Linked DNA regions of Gossypium hirsutum: region 1 is linked to region 2. Evidence: chromatin contacts called from public Hi-C data. All regions are on one chromosome and are shown on one strand. Each heading gives the region's core, a stretch centred on a gene start, on an enhancer-like site or on the middle of the called end of the contact. The rest is flanking DNA. Distances are from core to core; before and after follow the strand shown. Region 1 holds the start of LOC107901919 (heat shock 70 kDa protein, mitochondrial). Region 2 holds the start of LOC107901910 (protein BRICK 1).

Region 1 (5,996 bases), core at 1,554-4,053, 160 kb after region 2:
AGCTTCAACTATCATGAAAATACAAAAATTAGCAAAAACGATGGTCAATTACCCTTACTTGCAAACATCTCAGCAATCGAAACTCCCCCCTTAACAAGTTAAAATTTCTTCTTCTTCTAATTTGTTCCAAGCTCAAGAAAGATAATGATGTTTCTTTTTCTTTTATTTCAATTCCAGTTATTTGTTTTATTACTAAACTAACCTTTAAAAATTAATTAAATTTCCTTAAAACCAAAGTCACAACCGTCCACTCATAACCAAATTTGTCTAATTTCCATTTAAGTTCATATGATTTCATTTCCATAACTAATTAACTCCTTTAACTAATACAACTAAATTTTAATATTTAATTATTTTTCCTTAATTAACTATCTAAATGCTAAAATTTCTCAACCAAATTTTTATATAACTTTCATAAGAGTAAATAGGCTTTAAATAAATGATAAAATTAACTCACTATCTAGAATTATGGTCCCAAAACCATGATTTTCTTACACCACTGAAAACAGGTTGTCAGACAATGTCAATTGAATAATGTATTTAAATAGATGATTGTCCAAAATGGAAAGAAACAATTGAGGCGGAGTTAAAATCTCTTGCGAAAAGAAATGTGTTCAGATATGTAGTTCGTACACCTGAAGGTCTAAAACCTGTGGGATATAAATGAGTTTTTGTAAGAAAGAGAAATGAAAAAGGAGAAATTGTGAGATATAAAGCATGTTTGCACAAGAATTTTCACAAAGACCTGGTATTGATTATGAAGAGACATACTCTACTGTGGTGGATGCAACTACTTTTAGGTTCTTGATTAGTCTAGGAATAAGAGGACATGATTTATGCCTAATGGATATAGTTACAACCTATTTATATGGCCCATTTGATAATAACATTTGCATGAAACTCCAAGAAGGTTTTAAACTGCCAAAGGCAGCAATTCATGTTCTCGAGAACATTACTCAATCAAATTAAATAGATCCCTTAATAGACTGAAACAATTTGGGTGCATGTGGTATAATCGCCTTAGTGAGTACTTATTGAGGGGAGGCTATAATAATGATCCTATTTCCCCATGCATTTTTATAAAGAGGTTTGAGCCAGGATTTTTTATAATTACTGTGTATGTTGATGATTTAAATATCATTGGGACTTCTGAAGAGATTTTAATGACAATGAAGTGCTTAAAAAAAAGAATTTGAAATGAAAGTCCTTGGAGAGACAAAATTTTGTCTAGGGTTACAAATTGAGCACCTAAAGAATGGAATCCTTGTGCATCAAACAACATATATAGAAAAAGTGCTAAGAAGATTTTACATGCTAACGTACATCCGTTGAGCACCTTAATGGTTGTTAGGTCACTTAATGTAAATAAAGACATTTTCTATCCTCAAGAAAATGATAAAGATTTTCTTGGTCCTGAAGTACCATATTTAAGTGCTATTGGTGCATTGATGTATCTTGCTAGTTATACACGACCAGATATATCATTTGCTATCAAATTATTAGTAAGATTTAGCTTTTGTCCAACCCGAAGTCATTGGAATAGGGTCAAGCATATTTTTCATTATCTTCAAGGTACAAGAGATATGCGTTTATTTTTCCCTAACCTACCCAAAACATAATTGGTTGGATTTGCAAATGTAGGGTACTTACTAATCCTCATAATGCTCAATTATAAACTGGTTATGTTTGCACATATAGTGGTACTGCAATTTCTTGGCGTTCTATGTAACAAACAATTGTTGTTATTTTTTCTAATCATGTTGAAATTTTTGCAATCCATGAGGCTAATCGTGAATGTGTGTGGCTAAGGTCTGTAATTCATCACATATGAAAAAATTGTGGTTTATGCTCTGAAAAAAAAGCTCTAACAGTCTTATATGAAGATAATATAACTTGCATTACACAACTTAATGAGGGATAAATTAAGGGTGATAGAATAAAACATATATCACCAAAAATTTTCTTCACTAATAATCTACAAAAGAATGGAGATATAAATGTTCAATAGATTCGTTCAAGTGAGAATTTAGCAGATCTTTTTACTAAGGATCTCCCTACTGCCACATTTGAGAAGTTAATTTTCAACATTTGATTGCGTTGTCTCAAAGATCCTAAATGATACTTACATGAGGGGGAGTAAATTTACACTACATTTTTTTTTGTTGTGATATACAATGTATCAAATGATTATATACTCTTTTTCCTAATAAGGTTTTTAATTAGGCATATTATTTATACAATGAACATTCAAGGGGTGTTTTGAATGCTATTAAGTGGATGTTCAACCTTTCACTTTTCATCGCCCTCAACCTTCCACCTTTCATCTTCTTTAACCTTAAACATTTCATCTTCACATTTCATCTTCTTGTAACTAATTTCCTATTTATGTATTAGAATATGAAGAGTCTAATCTCCCTATATATAGAGAGAGAAATATACTACTTGTACATATGATGAAAAATATAGAATGCAATAGAAATCCACATATTCATCTTTTATATATTATTTTTGTTTATAATACATATATCATAATAAAATATATATTAATAGTTAAAATACTAAATTAAATATTTTCAAAATATAAATATCATATTAAACATTTTATTAAGTATTTCACTAAATAAAAAACCCCTAAAGATATTGAGGGATTAGTTTTGCTCATATTTCTTGTTGCCCACGATCCCTAACTTTTGAACGTTGACATATTCTAATCGTATTCTTATTTTACCCTTCCAAGCCCACCAACGGAACCGTCCTTCTCAAAATTAGGCAAGGGTAAAACAGTCATTCAATCACAAATCCCTTAATGTTAAATAAAGCCCACCAATCAGATTTGCTAAAACCCTAGCACAGCCTTTTAAACCCTACGGTCTTCATCATCTTGCTCTTACCATGGCTGCTTCTGTTCTCCGCCGTGCTTTACAGCGCCGTGAGCTTCACTCCGCTTGCAGATCCGTAAGTTTCTCTTTATCTTGGGTCTTTTGCGTTTTCCTGTCTTTGTTGCTTTTTGGTTGATGTGATTTATTTTTTTCCATTTTCTTTTTCTTTCATGTTAACTCATTTTAGAACTCTGTAATAACTTGATTCCTCTATTTCTGGGGAACATGGTCGAGTCTTTGCCCGCTTTTTTCGTTTGTTTAAAGGCCAAAGATTTTATGTTGCAATACCATCAATGGAGTTTTTTTTTCTCATTTCTTTCATTTCTCTCATCTTTTTGGGTCTTAGCCTAGCCTTTTGATCAAATTATATCAACTATATAAAATAAAAAGCTTTTAGGACTTATTTTGGGTTTAAGTTAAACTTCGATTGGTTCATCATTAGTTAGGCAACAGCTGTTGAATTGTTATAATTGCTGATTACAATGTGTTTGTGGTTATGAAAGATTCTGGGTTTACCTTTACTTAAAGAAATTGAAATATTGTTGTTTCGTTTCTTTCTGATGAGATATTGCTGGTGGACTTTTTGTAATTGGCCACTGAAGCTTACTAGTGTTTCTTATTCTTAATATAGTTGACTGGAAATGCAAAGACATCCTTGGCTAGGTCTCCACTGGTCAAATGGGCATCCTTGGCAAGATCCTTCAGGTATTCTTAAATATCTTCAAAACATTATCAAATCTCAGTGGCTAATTATTTGCTAAGATGTTATTCCTGCATTACAGCTCAAGACCTGTTGGTAATGATGTTATTGGTATTGACCTGGGTACAACCAACTCATGTGTATCAGTTATGGAGGGAAAGGTAGATTATTCTTCCTGACTAATATTATTGATCTTTGTTGAAGTATATATTTTGGATTTCTTTTTGTGAAAATGGGAACTATTTTATTCAGATTGTTCAAGTCCTTTGTATGTATTCTGCAGAATCCTAGGGTAATTGAGAATGCTGAAGGAGCTAGAACCACACCATCTGTGGTTGCCTTCAACCAGCAGGGGGAGCTAATTGTTGGAACACCAGCCAAACGGCAGGCTGTGACCAACCCAACAAACACATTTTTTGGAACAAAACGTCTGATTGGGAGACGTTTTGATGATGCTCAGACACAGAAAGAAATGAAGATGGTACCTTACAAGATAGTTAGAGCTCCCAATGGGGATGCCTGGCTTGAAGCCAATGGAAAAACTTATTCCCCGAGCCAGATTGGTGCATTTGTTCTAACAAAGATGAAGGAAACCGCAGAAGCATACCTTGGTAAAACGGTGACCAAAGCTGTTATCACTGTTCCTGCATATTTTAATGACGCACAAAGGCAGGCCACCAAGGATGCTGGGCGGATTGCTGGGTTAGATGTCGAAAGGATTATCAATGAACCAACTGCTGCCGCGCTTTCCTATGGGATGAATAACAAGGAGGGTATCATAGCAGTATTTGACCTTGGAGGTGGTACTTTTGATGTTTCTATATTAGAAATTTCGAATGGTGTTTTTGAGGTATGCTTGTATTTCTTTATTTGTTTTATTCATGCTTTGCTAAATTGATTGACTTGGAGAGCCTTTTTATCAGGTAAAAGCAACAAATGGAGACACTTTCTTGGGTGGAGAGGACTTTGACAATGCACTATTAGAATACTTGGTGAGTGAATATAATAGAACTGATAACATTGATCTCTCGAAGGACAGGCTTGCCCTGCAGAGGCTACGTGAGGCGGCCGAAAAGGCTAAGATTGAACTTTCATCTACATCCCAAACTGAAATCAACCTTCCATTCATAACTGCTGATGCTTCAGGGGCAAAACATTTAAATATAACGCTAACCAGATCCAAGTTTGAGGGTCTAGTCAGCAGCCTGATTGAGAGAACTAGAATTCCGTGTAAGAATTGTTTGAAGGATGCCGGAATATCCCTCAATGATGTGGATGAAGTATTGCTTGTTGGAGGAATGACTCGTGTTCCCAAGGTGCAAGAAATTGTATCAGAAATATTTGGCAAGTCTCCAAGCAAAGGGGTTAATCCTGATGAGGCAGTTGCAATGGGAGCTGCTATTCAAGGTGGTATCCTTCGAGGTGATGTTAAGGAGCTGCTTCTGTTGGATGTAACTCCTCTGTCACTTGGTATAGAAACACTTGGAGGAATTTTCACCAGGTTGATCAACAGAAATACAACTATCCCTACAAAAAAATCACAGGTCAGTATTATGATACATTTCTGTGTTGCCTCGGATATATTCATGACTTGAGAGTACAATAACTTCACTGGTAGTATTTAAAACTGTTCCAATACTTAAAGTGTGAGAGCAGCTAATTCTCTCTATCGGTAATATAGCCCGCAACAGAATATGAAAAAAAAAAATTGTTTTGATAATGCGCACATGTTTGCACAAATGAATCTTGCCATCTTATGTGTGCAAGTGTTATTGTTGTGCCAATTGATTGCATGGTCTTTCTGCTTGCTGGTATTGACGGGTGTTGTATTTTAATTTGTTAACCATCCTCTCAGTTTACATATTAAGATGTGCTGAGATCCCTTCCCGGCAAAAATTTACACTGGTTTTTGTGGTTTCAGGTTTTCTCTACTGCAGCAGACAACCAGACTCAAGTTGGAATTAAAGTTCTTCAAGGTGAACGTCACATGGCAGCTGACAATAAGATTTTGGGTGAGTTTGATCTTGTTGGTATTCCACCTGCACCTAGAGGGATGCCACAAATTGAAGTCACATTCGACATAGATGCCAATGGGATTGTAACTGTTTCTGCCAAGGATAAGGCAACTGGAAAAGAACAGCAAATCACAATCCGATCATCTGGTGGTCTTTCTGAGGATGAGATTGATAAGATGGTGAAGGAGGCTGAATTGCATGCTCAGAAAGATGAGGAGAGAAGAACTTTGATTGACTTGAGAAATAGTGCTGACACAAGCATATACAATATTGAGAAGAGCTTGAATGAGTACAGAGACAAGATTCCGAATGAGATTGCTTCAGAGATAGAGTCTGCCGTGGCAGATTTGAGGAATGCAATGGCTGGGGACAGTGTAGATGAAATCAAGGCTAAAATGGATG
Region 2 (6,141 bases), core at 195-2,694:
CGTGCTCATGACCTGTGCGTTGCAGAGCTGAAAAAAATAAAAATGGAGATTTAATTGATAAAGAAAATAAAATAATAAAATAATAATGATTGCAAAATAAAATTAAGGAAATTAAATTAAATTGGTGAATCAAATATATTAATGCTTAGCCTAAGTTTTGGTATGCTCCGAAATCGAATTGATCCTTGAAAGTAGATTTTCCTTTCCAAATGATAAGTTGGTTATAATGATCAAAGATGCCTTAACCGCCAACTTTTTCTTGTGTAGTTGGTTCCGATATAACCTACAAACTAACCCTTACCGATTATCTAATCACGTAACACGCGTCTGCAATTTAAAATCTTTGCAGCCTTGCAATCTAGAAAAGCCCTACTAGAATTAACGGTCTCAACCGCGTAGGTTGTTTAAATCCGATCAATATCTCCTTTGACGGAGGTCCAACAAACCTTACCCACTTGGACATGCCAATTTGTTCACGGGAACTCGACAGCTGGCTCGTTTTTCTAGTTGTATGCCAAACAACTCCAACTTAACGCGCGCTTTTTGAATTGAAATTGATAACTTTAAGGGACAATTGTGACTATCCCATATACTGGAGAGATAATAAATAACGTGTTTGCAAGGTTTTAGTATACGTTCATATCTCACGATTCTCGATATGAATAATAACCAGGTTTTTAGTTGAGTATGAAATTAATCATACTCAATTAGGGTTTAAAAGTGAATTTGAGTATAATGACGACAAGTGAAAAGGAAACGGGGCTTAAAAAACAATTGAACAAAAAAAAAAAAGAAATTGACAGTAAGCTCAAAAGCTATACACGTTGGCTGAAATAAAAGAAAGCAATTGTATTTAATTCCATTCAAGTGTAAATTCAAGTGTATCTTTCCAAGCCACTAATACAAGTATTTATACAATTTTCAAGTGCTATATTCAGCATGAATCAACCAACTAAAATTAGCATGATTCTTCTAAGATTATGCAACTAAAATTAGATTTTCCCTATTTATAGAATTTGACAATCTCAAAAATATGATTTAATCAACCACTAATTCTGTAATTTTTCTAATTCGGCCACTTTTCTTGCTTTTTGTTCCGATTTAGTCTGTTTTGCTTGATTTTGAATTTTGGCACTCCAATTTCATCCCTGATAAGATTTAAACAAGAATTCATAAGTTCAGTAATATTCTATTAAAAAATTAGCTAAAAATAGATACATTAAAAGCACAAAATTAACTTGCTATCAATGTCATTAATGTTATGTGTCACAATTCTATTATGTAACTTATTTTTAACTTAACGACGTTATAAAAAAATACCGATTTAATTTATGAAAAAAAATTCAGACACCAATGTAAATAAAAAAACTTACAAGTTGAAGTATGAATTTTATATTTAAGCCTATTTTAATGAAGAGATTGGCTCTCACATCTACACAATTTAATAGCTCTAGTTTCTCTTTTGCCAAAACAAAAGCGAATAAATTCCGAGTGTGAAATGGCCAATTATAAAACCACAACTAACCCAAACCAACCCACCCACCAACCCGGACCAATTTTATTATTATTTTTCTTAAAAGAAATTTAAAGGAAAAAGCCAGAAATAGGCGAGGCAAAGAAGATCTGTAAAAATCGGCATCTCTTTAGGGGAAAAAAGGGGAAGAAATGGCAAGAGCAGGAGGGATAACGAACGCCGTTAACGTAGGGATAGCAGTCCAAGCCGATTGGGAGAATCGCGAATTCATCTCTCACATTTCCCTCAATGTTCGTCGCCTCTTTGAATTTCTCCTCCAATTCGGTAATTCTTTTTCATTTTCAAGCTCAAATTTCTATTTTCTTTTTAAAATTATTAATTTTTCTTTTGGTTGCTTCTAGAGGCTACAACAAAGAGCAAATTAGCATCCTTGAACGAGAAACTGGACACCCTGGAACGTCGTTTGGAGCTTCTTGAAGTTCAAGTTGGAACTGCTTCCGCTAACCCTTCTCTTTTCAGTACGTGATTCATATTTAAAAGTTGTATTTGTTTCCATATCTTTGTCGTGATTTTGTTCCTCTCCTAGTTTTCGGCGTTGTAGGAAAACAAAGTTTTCTTCTTTTTCTTTTTGTCTATATAATAACCTTGGCGATTAGTGAACTTTTGCTCTTCGTTTCTTTCGAATCTGTCATATTTGTAAGACATTAGCATCTTGCTGTTGAATTTTTCTTTCATTCATCCTTTCCTTGATTGTATATTTTTTGTCAATCTTGTTTCAATATTTCAGCTGCTTAGAAAAAAATAGTTGTCAATTAGCTGCACGGTTGTGTTTAAAAGTAAAATCTTCTTAATCTGAATTTGGATCTATTTTACTCAAACTTTACTTCTTGCGTGACTTGCTAGTTAGTCTGCTTAAAGTTATTAAATGAATAACTAAAATGTTTTCTTTTGGCTCCTTTAGCCATCAGCTCATTCATCTTTAAAATGGTTATAAATTTTAGATGTTCGAAAGGTCTCTTGTATGTTAATTGATGTCAATTTAAACATGTTATGTTGGCAATTGCTTTAATATCCCCTGAAGTTGAGTGTTCAGTCAATCAGTCTGGATTCATAGTGCAATGTCAGTTCTATACCATGGTAAGTCATCAGTTGCTGAACTGTTCCATAATCAAGATAAGGTGGTTTAGCTATAGATAGATTGAATCAGTTATCAGTTTGCATATGCTTTAACACATATTGCTTGTGGCTATAAATGGTGGATTCTAAGATGACGACTTGTGAATAAAGACTTTTTATCACTTTCTCAAATTCTTGAGTTGAGGTATCCTGGATTCATAGACTTCTGTACTAGTTGTGGGCAACACCGCATCTGCATTTTCAAGTAGGTAAGGTAAATCAATCCACTTTGTCAGAACATTATACAAGCTAGAAAAATACTTCTAACCTTTATACAAAACTCAGAATGCAGATAGTTGATATTAAATTCATGACAATGGATTACTCTTTGCCTTGAGAATTGTTTCCATTACGTTTTCTACTAGTCATTAGTTTTTGTCTGTAAAGGCAAACCAGAATGTTTCCAATAGCAGCAATAGCTACAGTAGATCCATACGCAGCAATATCACTTGATTTCCAGGACACACACAGAGCAAAATGTCAGTACAGGTTCTTTTAAATGCCTCCATTGTTTTCTGAAGTCATAAATTGTATTTTAATTTCGTTCTTGATGGCTAGTCTCAAGCTCTTCAAGCAAGATGGGAGATCATTTTCAAGTTGAGGATTGCATCCTTAACATCTGGGGAAGAAATATCATGATAATTGAGTTACTAGACTTTTCTTCATAATATGAAACAGATAATAGATAGTTTGGCAGCACAATATAGAACCTTGTGTAAAAAACGACTTATAATGGAGTTAAGTCCAGGAAGTGAGATAAGAGAATCTGGTAGTGACCCCTCGACTTCACTGTTGCTTCCTTATACCCCTGGAAGTTAAAATAAATTGATCACCATATTACACATGAATCATACAACTTTCTAGGGAAGAAATAGATATGGCTCAGAATGGGGATAGGCAGTAGAACGAAGAATAATAGTTTGTCAATTCCTTATTTGAAAATAGCATTAATAGCATGTTAGTGAAAAGAACCTCTCAATAAAAGGCTGTTATTTAGAGATTGGATGATTGGGATGCCCCTCAGATCATGGTTTTAGTAAAACCTTTTCTCGTCTTTGAAATCAGCAACATCCTGAATTTTCATTGAAAGGAAAACTTTTAATGTTGATTTTTACATTTTACTAGTGATGCTATAGGTCTGGTATATCTTTTTTATTTTTTTTAGATGAACCAAGATGTTGTACTTGGTATCTTAAATTTGATCATAGGTCATCATGTTTAATGTGGTCATTCCTGCTAAGATCTTTGCAAACGTAGCCAACGACCCATTATTATTCATTCTATTTTACTTTCTTTGATTGGGTTCAAACCTCTGTATGCGTGTAGGCAAAGTGAATAAGAAGTAGAATATAAAGCAATATACCTTTCGAAAGGCTATGGTTAGGCAAGACTACGGCTCTTGGGTAAACAGCCTGATGGCAAGAGTTTCACTTAAACCATTCCCCTCCTGCAGCCAAATTGGTAATGCGTGGAAGATGGTAAGCTTTTTTATGTGGATAGGATGTATCCACACCTTCTGCATCTGTCGAGGGAAATACGTATAAAAATAATAAGATTGTGTTGGGTCCTGAAGACCAGGTCCGGGATGGCTGAAGATAAAAAATCAAAACTGAAATGTTGCTCATCGAACCCAGGGCGGCAATAACAATGAAGGAATTTGTGCGCTGATGTAGCTAACAGCCACCTTCTACCCAACGAGGGGAACCGTCTACCGTTTTCTTAGTCTGTTAAGCCTCGCAGCTATACTACTTCTAAAAGAAAACTGCAATTGTAGGTATATCAGCCCCTCACTAGCCTACCAAGCTCTACGATTTAGCCTCCCACCTGGCCTTTCCATATGAGGTCTGGTCTTCTAAATATATAAAAAATTTGAGTATACTCATGTTCGAACATATACTTGTTATCATTACTCATCCAAGTTCCATTGGAACTAGGCTGTACGGTTGGTACTTGGTATTCCTTGAAAATATTTTGACAACTCCTTAGGTTTGTCTTTCATACACATCTGTTAACCTAATCCCATTTTCACAATTTGATAGAGATTCCAAGTTGATTGTCAAAGTAGAAAATGCTATATGACGTCGAAATGCATTCAAGGTCGTCTCTAGTTAATCAATTTACCCAATGCAAAAAAGCTTGCTTCTGTCACTTACGAATCACATCAAGGGCGACTAGGTAAACTCGATTATGAGATTAAGTTCTAGCAGAACAAATTAATTTGCAGGTTTATGAAGATTCTTTAGGGTATACATCCAATCAGACAAGGCTAATAACTAGGATAATTGATCATTTTTTTTTTCAAACTTTAAAGAATGATTATAATAATATAGAAAAAGATGGTTCCTATAATCAGCATACTTGATTTGTTTTCTATTACGATGTAAATACAATTCTTTGTTAGTCCCGCCTGTCAATTTTAATTATTTTTTTCATCTAGAATTAAAGAACATTGGGTTGATTATTTTTAATAAAGTTTGTGAAATCATATTTGATTACGAAAACCAAAAATCAACATTTCTTTTTAGTTGATTGGAAGATAAAATATCATAAGTTCAAAGCTATTACTTTGTTTCTTCATTCCATGGCAATACATATTCAGGAAAAATAATTTTATTTATGACCTTAATTCCATATACAATGACAACCTCTCCCCCTCTCCACCCCCCACCCCCCCCCCCCAAAAAAAAAATCCAGAATCCGTTGGATAACCGAAAGTGGAAACCAAGATTGAGCGTAGTAAACTTGTGTTCCAATTGGTCTGTTGAAATCAAAACATCTCGTAACTCTATCCCAAAGGAATACCATGAATAGCATATTTCTAAATAATGACTAGCCATGTAACAAGGCAAAAACGAGCTATGAAAGCAAAGATGTCTGCATAACTTACTTGGTAAGGAATCAACAAGAGCTTTGAGCAGACGCTTTCCTTATAGAAAGGGTCTGTTTTGGTTGATAAATAGAAGTGGTCGACAGCAATCAATAGAACATTGAATGGCCATGGAAGTTTATAAGCTTTCCAAGCAATAAAAGCTTGTATAACAGTTCGTATAACAGCTCCTGGTGCAGGAAAGCCATAGTGAATGATGAAACCGAATCTATGGTAAACTGAGGCTCTGTAAGCAGGATGAGAATTTTGGCGAACAAAAAAGAGTTGTTCTTGGATGAAAGAAGAGAAGAAGAAGAAGAAAATGATGGTGAAGATGACGAAGAAAACGCGTTTAACGATTCTTTCCATGTTTTCTTTTGGGGTTCATTACCTAGGGATAGCCAGAGGAATATTTGAAGGTAAGTGCGTCTGAGGAGGTAATCCCAAAGTTTTTCTATGCTGACATGTTGAAGAATGATGCAAATATTTAATAAACAAAAACAAAATGACATCTTGTCGTCTTCATCCTTCTGGTTTTGGCTTGTATATTTGTTGGTTGTAGAGGATAACTGGCTCTTTTTGGCCCCTTTCCTTTCTCTGATAAATCATCCTGTCTATATCGCAG

Evidence for each region. Hi-C and Micro-C count contacts between places; a contact is called where the count stands out from the background.
Region 1: a contact with region 2 is called in a Hi-C map of leaf, with 1.8 times the contacts expected there. The contact joins the promoter of LOC107901919 here to the promoter of LOC107901910 in region 2. A contact is called at or near these places in 2 of 34 Hi-C or Micro-C datasets (both in leaf).

What each region holds. Positions count from the first base shown.
Region 1 is chrA11:57,282,810-57,288,805 of Gossypium_hirsutum_v2.1, forward strand. It overlaps LOC107901919 (heat shock 70 kDa protein, mitochondrial), which reads left to right and starts at 2,804. Exons shown (of 6, transcript XM_041081994.1): 1 at 2,804-2,955; 2 at 3,511-3,584; 3 at 3,662-3,740; 4 at 3,863-4,429; 5 at 4,503-5,123; 6 at 5,501-5,996. The coding sequence starts at 2,893.
Region 2 is chrA11:57,119,374-57,125,514 of Gossypium_hirsutum_v2.1, forward strand. LOC107901910 (protein BRICK 1) reads left to right here and starts at 1,445. Exons shown (of 2, transcript XM_016828090.2): 1 at 1,445-1,798; 2 at 1,876-2,212. The coding sequence starts at 1,666. The coding sequence ends at 2,000. LOC121209953 (a long non-coding RNA gene) reads right to left here and starts at 1,234. Exons shown (of 2, transcript XR_005905213.1): 1 at 302-1,234; 2 at 1-27.